2 separate regions of the Oryctolagus cuniculus genome follow, and region 1 is linked to region 2. A link is a contact called in public Micro-C data. All regions are on one chromosome and are shown on one strand. Each heading gives the region's core, a stretch centred on a gene start, on an enhancer-like site or on the middle of the called end of the contact. The rest is flanking DNA. Distances are from core to core; before and after follow the strand shown. Region 1 overlaps AZIN2 (antizyme inhibitor 2). Region 2 holds the start of TRIM62 (tripartite motif containing 62).

The links. A called contact is a pair of places that touch in the nucleus more often than the background predicts.
Region 1: a contact with region 2 is called in a Micro-C map of ear pinna, with 2.1 times the contacts expected there. The contact joins the enhancer-like site here to the promoter of TRIM62 in region 2. A contact is called at or near these places in 2 of 6 Hi-C or Micro-C datasets (ear pinna and an unstated tissue).

Annotation. Positions count from the first base shown.
Region 1 is chr7:139,462,923-139,469,233 of mOryCun1.1, forward strand. AZIN2 (antizyme inhibitor 2) reads right to left here. Exons shown (of 12, transcript NM_001294156.2): 11 at 5,105-5,496; 12 at 4,964-5,070. The coding sequence ends at 5,358. Among named protein-coding and RNA genes, the nearest start is that of AZIN2, 35 kb to the right of the region's middle. Within about 2 kb of position 2,344, at least 3 of the 8 cell types and tissues checked have an H3K27ac peak or open chromatin away from gene starts, as enhancers often do. A contact at or near this core is called in ear pinna, where this site is marked.
Region 2 is chr7:139,416,099-139,422,354 of mOryCun1.1, forward strand. TRIM62 (tripartite motif containing 62) reads left to right here and starts at 1,828. Exons shown (of 5, transcript XM_070077001.1): 1 at 1,828-2,806. The coding sequence starts at 2,399.

The DNA of each region.
Region 1 (6,311 bases), core at 1,094-3,593, 47 kb after region 2:
GGAGCTGGGCTGATCCAATCCAGAGCCAGGAGCCAGGAGCCAGGAGCTCCTTCTACAATTTCCTCATGGGTGCAGGGGCCCAGGGACTTGGGCCATCTTCTACTGCTTTCCCGGGCCAGAGCTGGATCAGAAGTGGAGCAGCCAGGACTCGAACTGGCACCCATATGGGATGTTGGCGCTTCAGGTGGCAGCTTTACCTACTATGCCACAGCACCAGCCCCTCTACTGTTTTGTTTTTGTTTTTGTTTTTAAATCAATCGGATTTAGCAGAAGATGGTTCTTCAGAGTTCTCCATTGTAACTTCTCCCAGAAACCTTGCCTTGAGTCTGGGGGACAAGTTGTGGACCCTCATTGTAAACTCTGATAACTTCACTGGATTACTGGAATGCCAGAGAGCCATCATTAGGTAACAGAGTACCACCAAATACACATATTTCTATTACGGCCACTATAATCATCGCAGGCTTTCCTTTTTTTTTTTTTTTAAGATTTAATTGAAAGTCAGAGTTACACAGAGAGAGGAGAAGCAGAGAAGGAGAGGGGAGAGAGAGAGAGAGAGAGAGAGAGAGAGAGAAACTCTTCCATCTACTGGTTCACTCCCTAATTGGCTGCAACGGCCAGAGCTGCACCAATGTGAAGCCAGGAGCTTCTTCCAGGTCTCCCATGTAGGTGCAGGGGCCCAAGGACTTGGGTCATCTTCTACTGCTTTCCCAGGCCACAGCAGAGAGCTGGATCGGAAGTGGAACAGCCGGGTCTTGAACTGGCATCCATATAGGATGCCGGCACTGTATGCAGCAGCTTTATCCATTACACCACAGTGCCAGTCCCATCCAGGCTTTCTTGAAACACAGGAAGAGGGTGAGGTTGGTATAGCAGGTTCCAGTCCCTTTAGGTTAGGCAGAGATGCTTCCCAACCTGCCTCCACGAGTCACTATCTCTTCTAGAAAAGTCACTTCGTATCTAAGCCTCAGTTTCCCAATTGGCAAATGGAAATAAATTGTGTGCACACCAAGACGTGGCAGGTACTGTTCTAAGTGTTTTAAACATATTAACTTAATTTGTAGACCAATGGCACAAGGTAGGTACAATGATCTCATTTGAGCAAACGCAGAAATCGTGGCACAAAGCATGACTTGCAAGGATACAGTTAATAAGTGGCAGAATCAGGATTGCAACACAGGCAGTGAGGGGTCGGGCCTGTGCCATAACAAGCACTTTACAAGTCCGTGTGGATTAAATCACTTAATGTGAAGAACTGGCACTGTGGCACAAGGCCAAGCCAGCATCCTGTATCAGAGCACAGGTTCCGGTCCAGGCTACTCTGCTTCTGATCCAGCTCCCTGCCAATGCGCCCAGAGAGCAGCAGCAAATGACCCAAGTATGTGGGCCCCTGCCACACACATGGGAGACCTGGATAGAGTTCCAGGCTCCGGCTTCCCCTGGTCCAGCCCCGGCTGTTGCAGCTGTTTGGGGAGTGAACTAGGGGATGGAAGATCTCTCTTGCTGTCTCGCCCACTTTCTGTTACCCTTTCAAAACTGCGAAGCTAGGTATCAGCAGCTGGTAGACACTCTCATTTCAAAATGTAAAACATCTTGGTGTGGAAATCAAGAATTTGTTCACAGCCCCTGGTTTTCTGCATGCACTCAGCAGATGTCCTCTCTCAAACACGAAACGCACGGCTGAGAACACTGCGGATACACCGCCTCAGACCTGCGTGTTTTCCAGGTCTTTTATTCTGGGGTACTGGTACTTTTTAAGTGGAAGCGGAAGTAGTTGATGGTCACCAAGCCCACTTCCGGTGTTGTCAGGAGCCCTTCTAGCCCGGAAGACACCAGGCCGCCCCCTTCCCATACCGCCTTCGTCCTGGCTTGACCCCTTTCCCATAGGCGTCCCGCCCTCGGAGAAGGTCGGCTTTTCGTTGGTGGAGGTTAAGGGGCGGAGCTGCGTCTCTCTAACTTCAACCAATGGGCTCTGTTGTTTCTTCTCACCGCTGTGTGGACTCAGTTCCTCCTCCGGGCCGGCAGAGGGCGAAAGAGCCTGTGACTCGGGGCTAGGGGGTGCGCGGAGTCGGGGGGCAGGTCCGGAAGTGACGTCACACGCCGGAATTCCACGGCCTCCAGGACTGAGGAGTGATGGGCAGGGTTGGCTCCGTCGGCTGGACACCGAGTCGTCTTGTTTGGGCGAGGCGGTAGTTCCGAGAGGCGTTTCTAACCCTGAAACGGGCGCTTCTAGAGGAAGGGGCTCCTCGTGTCCCGTCTGCGAGAGCCTCCCCGGCACCAGCGCGCGTCCCACACACGCGCGGAGAGCGGCGCCGGGGCACGGGCTGCGGGGTCGCGTTGTGCGGCGTCCCTGGGGACGGAGTGTCCGCGTCCCACAGACGGGGAAGCGCAGCCCGGGACGGGCATCCCGCGTACAGGGGCTTGCCAGGGTAGAGCAGATAAGTGGCCGGACGTCGAAGTGGGGTGTCAGCTGACCAAGGAGTGAGTGTTAGGATTCCTACTACTGCATGGGCCGTGCGTAGACAACCAGCCAGCCAGCCAGCAGGTGCGTTCGGATTTATCCGGCTAGCCTACCCGAGGGTCACCTAGCTGAGTGACGGCAGAAAGCGCCTGCCCGCTAGTGGGTGGGGCTAGACCTGAACATGCAACCCTGGGGTCACTCGTAGGGCTCTCAGTTCCTGTGTTAACCCCAACTGAGAAAGGGCCAAAATGCTGCCCCCTTCTGGATTCAGGGGTGCCCTCTCCCCAGAGTTAGCAAGACCATAGTCTAAGGGTGGACGGAGGCTTCAGATCCTGCTAGCAAGTAGGAGAGAGGCTCGCTGCCCTTGTGGGGTTAACAGAGGCGCAGGAAGGTAGAACAATCGCAGGACGTTGTGAGCAGAGTTCTCTACAGGATGCTGGCGAAGCCGGGAGAAGCTGCTCTAACCTAGGCGTAGAGCCCCAAGCTGAGACCCAAAAGTTCCTTTGGTCCACAGCTACTGGACAGCTACAAGTATTCCAGGCACCGCGGACGCAGCTGTCCCTGTCGAATGTACTTCCGTTGTCTTCCCAAAGGGCCTGTCACACTTGTGCTCAGAGCATCTAGGGCTCCCTGCTGCCTGCTGAATCAAGTTCAGCCTCTGTCACTCAAGCTCCTCACGATTGCGTTGTTCCGTGCGTCCCTTGAGGACGCGTGCGGACTTCTGCATCACCGATGTCCACCGCCGGGCATGGCCACAGTTAGCGCTTAATACCTGCCCGAGGAATTCCTTCTCAGTGCCATTTATCGAGCACCTAGTGATGCACTAGGCTCTGCGCGAAGTACTTTATCCCCATTTTTTTTGTTTGTTTGTTTGATCTCAATAACCCAGAGGGGAAAACACTCAGCAGCCACATTTTACAAACGATTAAACAGATTCAGAAAGGTTATTCATTAGCATATACATCTGCTCTGTTCCGGGTGACAAGGACAGCAGTGAGAAAAATAAAAAATAAGGTTGCTGCAGCCCAGGAGCTGCTGTCCCGACTACAGGCAGATGCAACGCAAACATGCCACAGAGGAAGCTGGGCATAGCCGTAGGCGCCGTGAGGACACAGGCGGGGGGGGGGGGGGGGGGGCGCTACGCTACAGGAAGGCATCTGGGCAGAAGCTGGGCGAAGGGAATGAGGCCCCCGATCACCGGCGAGGGCAGTCAGCGCAGGCTCAGCCATGGAGACGGTGTGGTCATACCTCCCAGAGCGGGCAAAGGAGTGAATGGAAGGGGAGGGCCACGGGAGGTGCTGGGGAGAGGGTGTCCCTCGGGAGGTCCCAGGCAGGACGGCCTGGTGAGGGGTCACTGCCCCTGCATCACTTGGGAGGGGCTCCAAGGACCGGCTGGGATACTGAGTGAAAAGTCCCGAGTAGGCAGATTGGTAGAGCTGGTGAGGGGCCGTGCTCACAGCGGGTGGGGAAAGGGAAAATGCAGACTGCTAGCGGGTGGAGGGTTCCTTCTGGGGCTGACGACCGTGTTCCAGGGTTGACTGGTGATGGTTGCACAGCTCTGGGGAGGTCCCGCCAACACTCTGAAAGGGTGAATGTGGGGGGTGTTTAGCCTAGCAGTGAGGACACTGGTAAGACTCCTGTGTCCAATATCAGAATAATCTGAGTTCAATTCCCAGCTCCAGCTGCTGACTCCGGCTTTCCACCAATGCGGATTCTGGGAGGCAGTGTTGATGGCTCCTGCCGCCCACGTCAGAGACCTGGATTGAGTTTCTGGCTCCTAGCCAGGCCGTTGCAGGCACTGAGGAGTGCACCAGTAGACAGGAGTGAGCTCGCGCTCGCTGTCTCTTGTAAATATATTTTTGGAAGGTGTTTTTGAAGGCCAAGTTTATGCCATGTGAACTGTAAGATCTCCTGCAGCAGATAGGGGAGCTCCAGGCTCTGAGCCCAGCTGATAAGCAACTCCCAGGCCCAAGGAGCACAGCTTGGGGCCCTGGCTGCGTGCGGGAGCCTTGTCTGTGATAAGCACTTGCTCTCAGGTGGCAGGGCCATGCACACCGGGACACAGCAACAGCCTATGGTCAAGTCTTTCCAGCAGCTGCTGCCTGAAGGCACAAAGTCAGCCGCCATGCGCCTGCATCCCTCTTCCCACCTTGCCAGCTTACAGAACAGGAGGCAGAGGCCACTCACGACCTCCCAGACACCCATCTCTGCCCTTGACCTTTGGCGTGCGTTTCCAAAGTCCTATCAAGTCCTTTGGGCCAGGCCTTGGGCTGGGTGTTGGGTTCACGCAGAGGCCACTCGCCAGTCCCTAGCTACCCCTGCCAGCTTTGGAGGCCTGCGGGGAGAGGGATGAGTCAGAGAAGGTGGGCGCCCATGAGAGAGACCCACACCGCAGCTGGGGCCCAGGGGTGAGGTCAGGGCTGAAGCCGAGGATATGGGTGCACGCGGGCAGCGCGGGCAAATCTCGTCCGGGCTGCTTCATGAATTAACTGCTCGGTGCCACTGGAGTATAAGAAAACTAAATATTTATTTGCTTCATATTTACAAAGGGAGGAAGGAGATGGCGGGAGACCCTGTATTGCACCCCTCCCCCCGACACACACACACACACACACACACACACACACACACACACACACACACCTGGCTGACCAGGCCCTTGCGAGGCACAGGAGGCAGACACGACTGAAGGGACAGGATTTATGTTGCATACTTGAACTACAGCGAGTGTGAGACTGGTCCTATTTACAGGGCAGAAACTACAGGTGGAGTGTGGGGGCAGCAGAGCAGGCACCTGAGTCCCGGCCGCAGGGCGCTCTGCTCGCCGCCTGCCCCACCTCTCCCAGAGGCATCGCTGGGGCCCCGCGGGGGTTCTCCAGGGGGGAACGGGGCCCGCTCACATGATGCTCGCCGGGGTGAAGACGGGGCCCACACACAAGGTGTCTGTGATCTCCCAGCCGCAGGACAGAGGCTTGCACACGCCCTCGGCGTCCTCCTCCTGGTCCGCGGGCAGCAGCTGCCCTCGCAGCGCTTCCCTGGGGGCGAGAGGGGTGCTGGGGGCCATGGGCCTGGGCACCTGGCTGGCGGGGGGTGGGGGCACCTGCTGACACCTGCCCACCTTCCCACACTGCCCCCTTCCACCACCACCACCACCCACAAAGGAGAAGGAAGTGCATTGATTGAGCACTGACTGTGTGCCAGATGTGCTAGGCACTTGACTTACGTTATCTAACGGTGGCCTCCCCCACACCCCACCAGGGGACATTTTGCTGCTGAGAAAAATGAGACCCGGAGAGGAGGGGCCTTCCCAGAGCACATCTCTAGCAGGTGGTGGAATGTGAACCCAACAATCACACTCCAAAGTCCGTATCCTCGCACCCCAGGCTTAGGGCCTGAAAAACATCATCTCCTGCCTACCCCCCCAATCCCACAAACCATTCCTCCCCCTGCGTGCCCTCATCAATAAATGGCTCCACCTTCTGATCAGCTGCGGGGGCTGCCCTTGGAGATCTTGTCCCTGCTCCCAGCGAAGCCCCACCAGACATCCTTGCATGGATGCACTGGTCTCCGCTCCCACTGGCATCCCCACGTGGTCTCCCGGCCTGCTCATGTTGCCTCCCTGGCCCAAGACATCTCCCCAAAGGGCAAACCCCCGCTCCGGAGCTTTGAGCAGCTCCCAAAGTGCTGGAGCCCCTACCCTCCCAGACTGGCACTGTCCTCCCTGCTCCCCTGTTCCTGCAGGCCAGTGACACCCCCTTGCCTGTCGGGTGCTGCTTTCCGAGGGGCGGCCCTGAGCGCCCCTCCCCAGCTCGCTGTCTCCCCCTCCCTGTGGCCCTGTCACTCTCTGCCT
Region 2 (6,256 bases), core at 578-3,077:
CCCTCCGGATCTTTGCTCTCTCAGTAACCTTGGCCATCACTGTGAAAGCAGGGCCCTGGCACAGCTGTGTTGACTCCAGGGAAGAGGAACCGAAGCATGGACGAGCAGAAGCCCGGTGCCTCCCAGCCTGCTTCCAAATCTGTGCTATTGGAAGAACCCCCGCCCCCTACACACACACTCAGCCACGCTGGGGTCCAGGAGCAGCCGGAAGCGCAGCCTCCAGGGGCCAGACATCCTAGGAGAGTGAGAGGACGCATTCTGGTGGACAACTAAATAATTTCTGCTTTCTCAGCCTTGGTACGTTCCTCTTAAAGTGGGGACAATAGCATACACCAGTTACAAAGCCTTTGAGATAGACACTCAGATCCACATGTGAGCATGCTCAGCAGACCCTACTGTGCCTGAAAACAATTTCTCATTGTTTTTCCCTCTGGGCTGAAGCATCATGGGAGTGAGGAGCGTTAATTTATTCCATCCGCACATACAAGGTCTGCTGGAGTCATATCAGCAGATAGGCATTGGATAAGAAAGCCATGGCTTCATCCGTCATCAAGCCCGTTTTAATTTCAAACGCTTCAGCAACCTAGCCCTTAACCTGCTTGCTGGAAGGAAGGAAACAGGGGTGCGTGTCAGCGTACGCCGTGGGATCCATCTGCACAGAAGCAGGCTCCGACGGCCAGGAGGAGCAGTGCCTGCTGCTCGAGCCCACAGCCTGTTTCCAGCGAGGCTGGGGACACTGGGCCAGGGGACTGTGTGATGAAGGGCTGGCAGGCAGCAGGGAACTAAGAGCGGCTTCTTCAGCCATGCCTCAGTCAAGTTCAGTCCAGGGAAGACGTTGCTAAAGGAGGCGGAAGGGGGGGGCTGACTCCCTCCTCTCCCGCACCTCCAAATGCAGTCACAATGGCCCCGTCCTCTCTCCTTACCCACTGCTGGAGGTCTCAGGTCTCACCTCCCACAAGCACTATGGCAACCGCAACCTCCCTGGGGCCCGGTGTTGTTCCCTCCCCCCCAACCCTCGCAGCCGCTGCCACTGCTGCTGCTACTCAGCTGTGCACCTTTGTGGTGTCCTGAGCTCTTTGCACACACCCATCAGAGCAAGGCCCTGGTCCCTGCCTTCACCTTGCGACGCCACGGTGAGCACCTCCTGAAACCCAGATCTGGCCAGGTCGTTTCCCTGCAGAGAGCCCAGTGCCACTCTCAAGGCTGCCCACGCCCCCAAGGCCCTTCCCCACCCCACCGCCCTAAGTTCTCCCCTTTCGCGCCTCGCCCGTTGGTAATCCCCTATCCCCTCCATCTGGCACACCAGACGTGGGCTCCTGTTATGCTTTCTGCTCCTGAGCCACCCCCTCCCCCTTACACACATGCAGAAATGTTTGCCCAACGGGATGGACATTAGCCGGGGCTTTCTGAACTTCTCCCCCAGATACGCTTTGGAGTGTGAGGGCCTTGAACTTGCTGCTGAGGGTATCTCTCAAGATTCACCTTTTTATTTCAGGCAAAAATTGCGCGCTGTGCGGAGTACATAACATATCCTTGTTTGTTTCAATATAAAACCTGATTTTTTTTCCCAACTCTTCAAACTGATGATCCGGAAAGACGCTCCTTGTTTATTCCTTGCCCTCTGCAATTACCTGTTTCCTCCTCCCCCACCCCAGCCCCTGGAAAGGACTCCAGGAGAGACCTAGACGCCCTCCCTGTGCAGACCCTACAGAACAGCTGGGCTGGCGCTTCCAGGAGCAGCCGCGTGGGGGGGTGGGGGGCGGGCCGCCCCACCCCTCCCCCCGCCCGCCTCGGGGGCGGAGTCGCTCGGGTCCCGCCCACGGGGGCGGGGAGGGAGTCGCGGCCGCCGGCAGCTCGGGCTCGGCTGGTTCCGGGTTGAGAGGCTGCGCTGGACCGAAGCGGTGGCTGCTGAGCCGGCGGGGTAAGGGACCGCGCCGGGCCGGGGCTCGGGCAGTGGAGCAGGCCGGCGCCTCTCCTCTCTCCTGCAGAGCACAGCCGCTGTGCTCCTCAGCCTGGCTGCCCCCTCCCCCTGGACTCCCCATTCCCAGCCTCTCCCCCTCCCCCCACTGCCCCCATCCCCGGATTTCAGCCCCCCCAGGCCTCCGCCCCCACTCCCGAGTCCCCTGCTCCCAGCACTCCTCCCTTAGGACTGCCCGTTCCCCACATAACTCGCTCGCCAGGTACCCCCCTCCTGCTGCTCCTGGCTCTCGGGGCCACCCATCACCTCGGACCGCCCCCCACCCCGGGCGCTCATCCCAGGCGGTCTCTACCCTTAACCCTTCCCGCGCCGCCCCTCCCGGACGGCACCCCCTCCTCCGCGATCCTGGTCCCCTCGCCCCTCCCTGGGCAGCCCCGGCCGCGCCGCGCTCGCCCGCGCGCCCCCGCCGCCCCCGGCGCCATGGCGTGCAGCCTCAAGGACGAGCTGCTGTGCTCCATCTGCCTGAGCATCTACCAGGACCCGGTGAGCCTGGGCTGCGAGCACTACTTCTGCCGCCGCTGCATCACCGAGCACTGGGTGCGGCAGGAGGCGCAGGGCGCCCGCGACTGCCCCGAGTGTCGGCGCACCTTCGCCGAGCCCGCACTGGCGCCCAGCCTCAAGCTGGCCAACATCGTGGAGCGCTACAGCGCCTTCCCGCTGGACGCCATCCTCAACGCGCGCCGCGCAGCGCGGCCTTGCCAGGCGCACGACAAGGTCAAGCTCTTCTGCCTCACGGACCGCGCGCTGCTCTGCTTCTTCTGCGACGAGCCCGCGCTGCACGAGCAGCACCAGGTCACCGGCATCGACGACGCCTTCGAGGAGCTGCAGGTGCGCTGCCCGGCCGGCCCGGGGCGGGGGCGGGGCCGGCCCGCGGGCACGGCCCCTTCGGAGGTGTCTCGGGGCGGGGCCGCCGGCGAGGTCGGGGCCTATCAGGATTAATCCGGGGTGGGGCAGCGGCAAGGGGCGGGGCCTCGGGGGCGGGGCCTCGGGCTGTCTCTGCCAGGTTGGATCTGAGATTGACCTGGAGTAGGGGCGGGCCCGGGGTGGGGGAGAGGGCGAGGGTGGGGTGAGGCGGCGCAGTCACGGGACAGCAGAGCTGAGCAAGTGCCCGGCTTGGGGCAGCCAGGGGGCCAAGCCCGAGGAAGGCCAGGCGAAGGCGGGGCGGCTGTCAGGGGTCGGGGCCGCCGCGAGGAGCTGAGGGGGCCGGGTTGGGAGGAGCGCCTCTAGGGCAGCACCTGAATCAGGTATGGCTGCATCAGTACCCGGGCTCCGTTGTTCTGGGCCGGGGGAGGGCGGGGGGGATGCGGGTAAACCTGAGAGGGGTCAGAGTGGGGCGTTTGGGTGCCTAGGTGAGGCCCGGCTCTGTAAGGCTGCACAGTCAAGGTCGGACACCTGTAAGAACCGTATTGGATGTAAACCAGAGGAAGGGGCCAGGTTGAGGCTTGAAGATGAAAGACTTGGAGAAGGAGACCCAGAGCGGAGGTGCCTGGAGTTGAGGGAGGGGAGATGGCCTCCGGGGCTTTTGATGGCTCCCTTCGCTCATCATTGCCATCAGGTGTTTTGGCAAGCAGAGGAGAACTGTAACTGATCTTCCTTAAACCTTGCTGATGAGCCATTCAGCTCCCCAAACCCTACACAGTGTCCCCCGCCCCATGAAGCCTTCCCCCAGCACCACCAGCCAAAAACCTAGCGCTGGAGAAAGATTTCCTCAAATACTCTCTATGAACAAGTATGATGTTTTAAAAAAGATGTGTTCCAAGACAGGCTATATTTGGGAAGCATAGTATACTTTCTATTATCACACACCTACATCCTGAGGATTCTCTGTGAGCATTTGCCTATTAAAGGCTTGGGGAAATCTTGTAGCAAATGAGCCTATTTAACTGTGTTTGATCAAATGGTTTCCAAGCCTGCTTGAACCTGGAATCCTTTTCTTAATCCACACCATTTAAATCCGCAGCCCCATGCACCTGGCTTTGCAATACCATTCTAGCACACAATTTCCCAAGGGCAGGGCTGTGGCCCCCGAGCCTGGTGCAAGACCTGGCCCCCAGGACACGCCAGTACAGGTGAATGAAAGAAAGAGTGAATGAATGACCAACTCTGTTCTAAGCTGGCCCAGATCGTGGAGAGTTTGGAAGCAGCAGGTTTTTGGCTGAAACATTTTATGCAAATGGACTGGGCTCACCCAGGAGGTAGTGAGCTCTCAAGCAGGAGCTAAGTACCTATTTTCCCTTGTGTTCTTTTTTTAAAGCATTCATTTTTGAAAAAAAAAAGTTTTATTTATTTGAAAGGCATAGCAATAGGGAGAGAAAGAGAGAGAGATGTTTTCCATTTATTGGTTCACTCACTAAATCGCTGCAGCATCAAGGGCTGTGCCAGGCTGAAGCCAGGATCTAGGCACTCTTTTTGGGTTTCCTACATGGGTAGCAGGGACCCAAGTACTTGGGCCATCTTCTGCTGCCTTCCCAGGTACAAGCAGCAGGGAGCTGGATCGGAAGCGAGGCACTGGCACTTGGATATGGGATGCCCATACCACAAGCAGCAGCTTAACCCACTGCACCACAACACCTGCCCTTCCTCTCTGTTCCCAGGGGTCCCAACCCTGACCCATGCAAATCTTGGTAGGTGGCCTGTACCTAGCAGGTGCCATGAGGATGACCATCGACCCGGGAGAAATGGCCAGTGTTCAGCATCGCCACCTCCCTGTCTCTCTCCTCCCAAAAACATGACTTCAGGTCAGCTGCCTGAGGATGGAGGCCACATGGGAGGGTGAGCAGGAGTCAGGGGCTCTGGGAGCTTGCAGAGGTGAGCATTGGCCCTCCATCCCTGAGGTCCTTTTGCTGGGCGCTGGTGTCCCCGTCTCCCCACCTGTGAAGTCACATCAAGAGGGAGGGGGCCAGAACCTTGGACAGAGCTGGACACTGACAGTGAGAGTCTGAGGGACCCTGGAAGCAGCAGGCCAGCTTCTTCACTATGCAGATGTGGACTGAGGTCGGGGAAGTCCCGGGACTCCCCCATAGCCATACCTGGGCGGATCTGTGCCCTGCCTCCCTGCTCTTCACTCCCTGTCTGTCTCTCTAGCCCTACCTCAAACCAGGAAATCCGAATGATTGTGATTTGGGCTTTTGCCCTGCATTCTAGGACCTGGGGCATGCAGGAGAAACTGAACATATATTTCCTGCCAACATTACTGAGACACTTTCATTCTTGGATGGAAAGAAAAGCAGGGTAGCCACTCGCTTACCCATGAGCGCCCTATCCTGGGCACAGACACACTTGGGTTCCAGACCTGCCTTGGGCCCTGTCTGTGTAACTTGGCAAGGCATTTCAGGGAAGGCCTGATGCTCCCTCTAATAAAATGAGGTCAGATGTTTCCTTCCTGAGGCTGACCCAGGGTGAACCTGCCATGTGCGGTGCCTGGCACTTGGTAGGGACCAGGACAACACAGCTCCCATCCTTCCCCGCTCTGCCGGTGAGGGCTCCTGTGCTGGGTGGTCGCCCAGACCTGTCTCTCTTGCCTGGGAAGGAGACACCTTTGGTCCCCTCTGGGTTTGGCAGGGTGGTGGCAGAGAGACCTGCTTCCCCCTCCAGAGGAGACGCTCCTGAGTGAGGCTCAAGCCACCCTCCACCCTGCCCGCCTCTCCCCTCTTGTGGGAAAGCAGGGCTCCTTAGCTGTTTCTGCTCTGGAAGGAGGCTGAGCCCACCCCTCACACCCCCGCCTCCCCTAGCAGCTGGTGGCCACTGGAGCCTCAGAGCCAGCAGGGCCTGGGGGATCATCTGGACCCTTGTTCTTCAACGGGTGGGGAGATGCAGCCGGCAGGGGAGGGCAGGGACTTGCCCGAGGCCTGGAAGCCAGCAGGGCCCAGGGCTGTGCTCAGCTGCAGTCTCCGACAGCTTGCCTAGCAGTTAGCCTGGAGCTTTGACATTTCCTGGAAATGCTAGAGGCAGCAGAGAGCAAGAATAGCAGCTCTGGCCTTGAACTCAGGAAGTTCCAGTCCTGGCTCTGCCATTACTGGCCTTGCAATCCTTGCGATCGCAGTCTCAGAGCCTCAATTCTTCCTTGACAGCATGGAAGTAATGGGGTTGACGTTACTTAAGATGAGCTTAGAAGAGCTTAGTGCTCAGGGCAAGCCATGTGGCACACTCACATCCTACGTCAGAGCACTGGCTCCAGTCCTGGCTTCCTATTAGTGCACCCTGGGTGGCAGCAGATGATGGCTCAAGTGCATGGGGTCCTGCCACCCACACGGGAGACTCAGATGGAGTTCCTGCCTC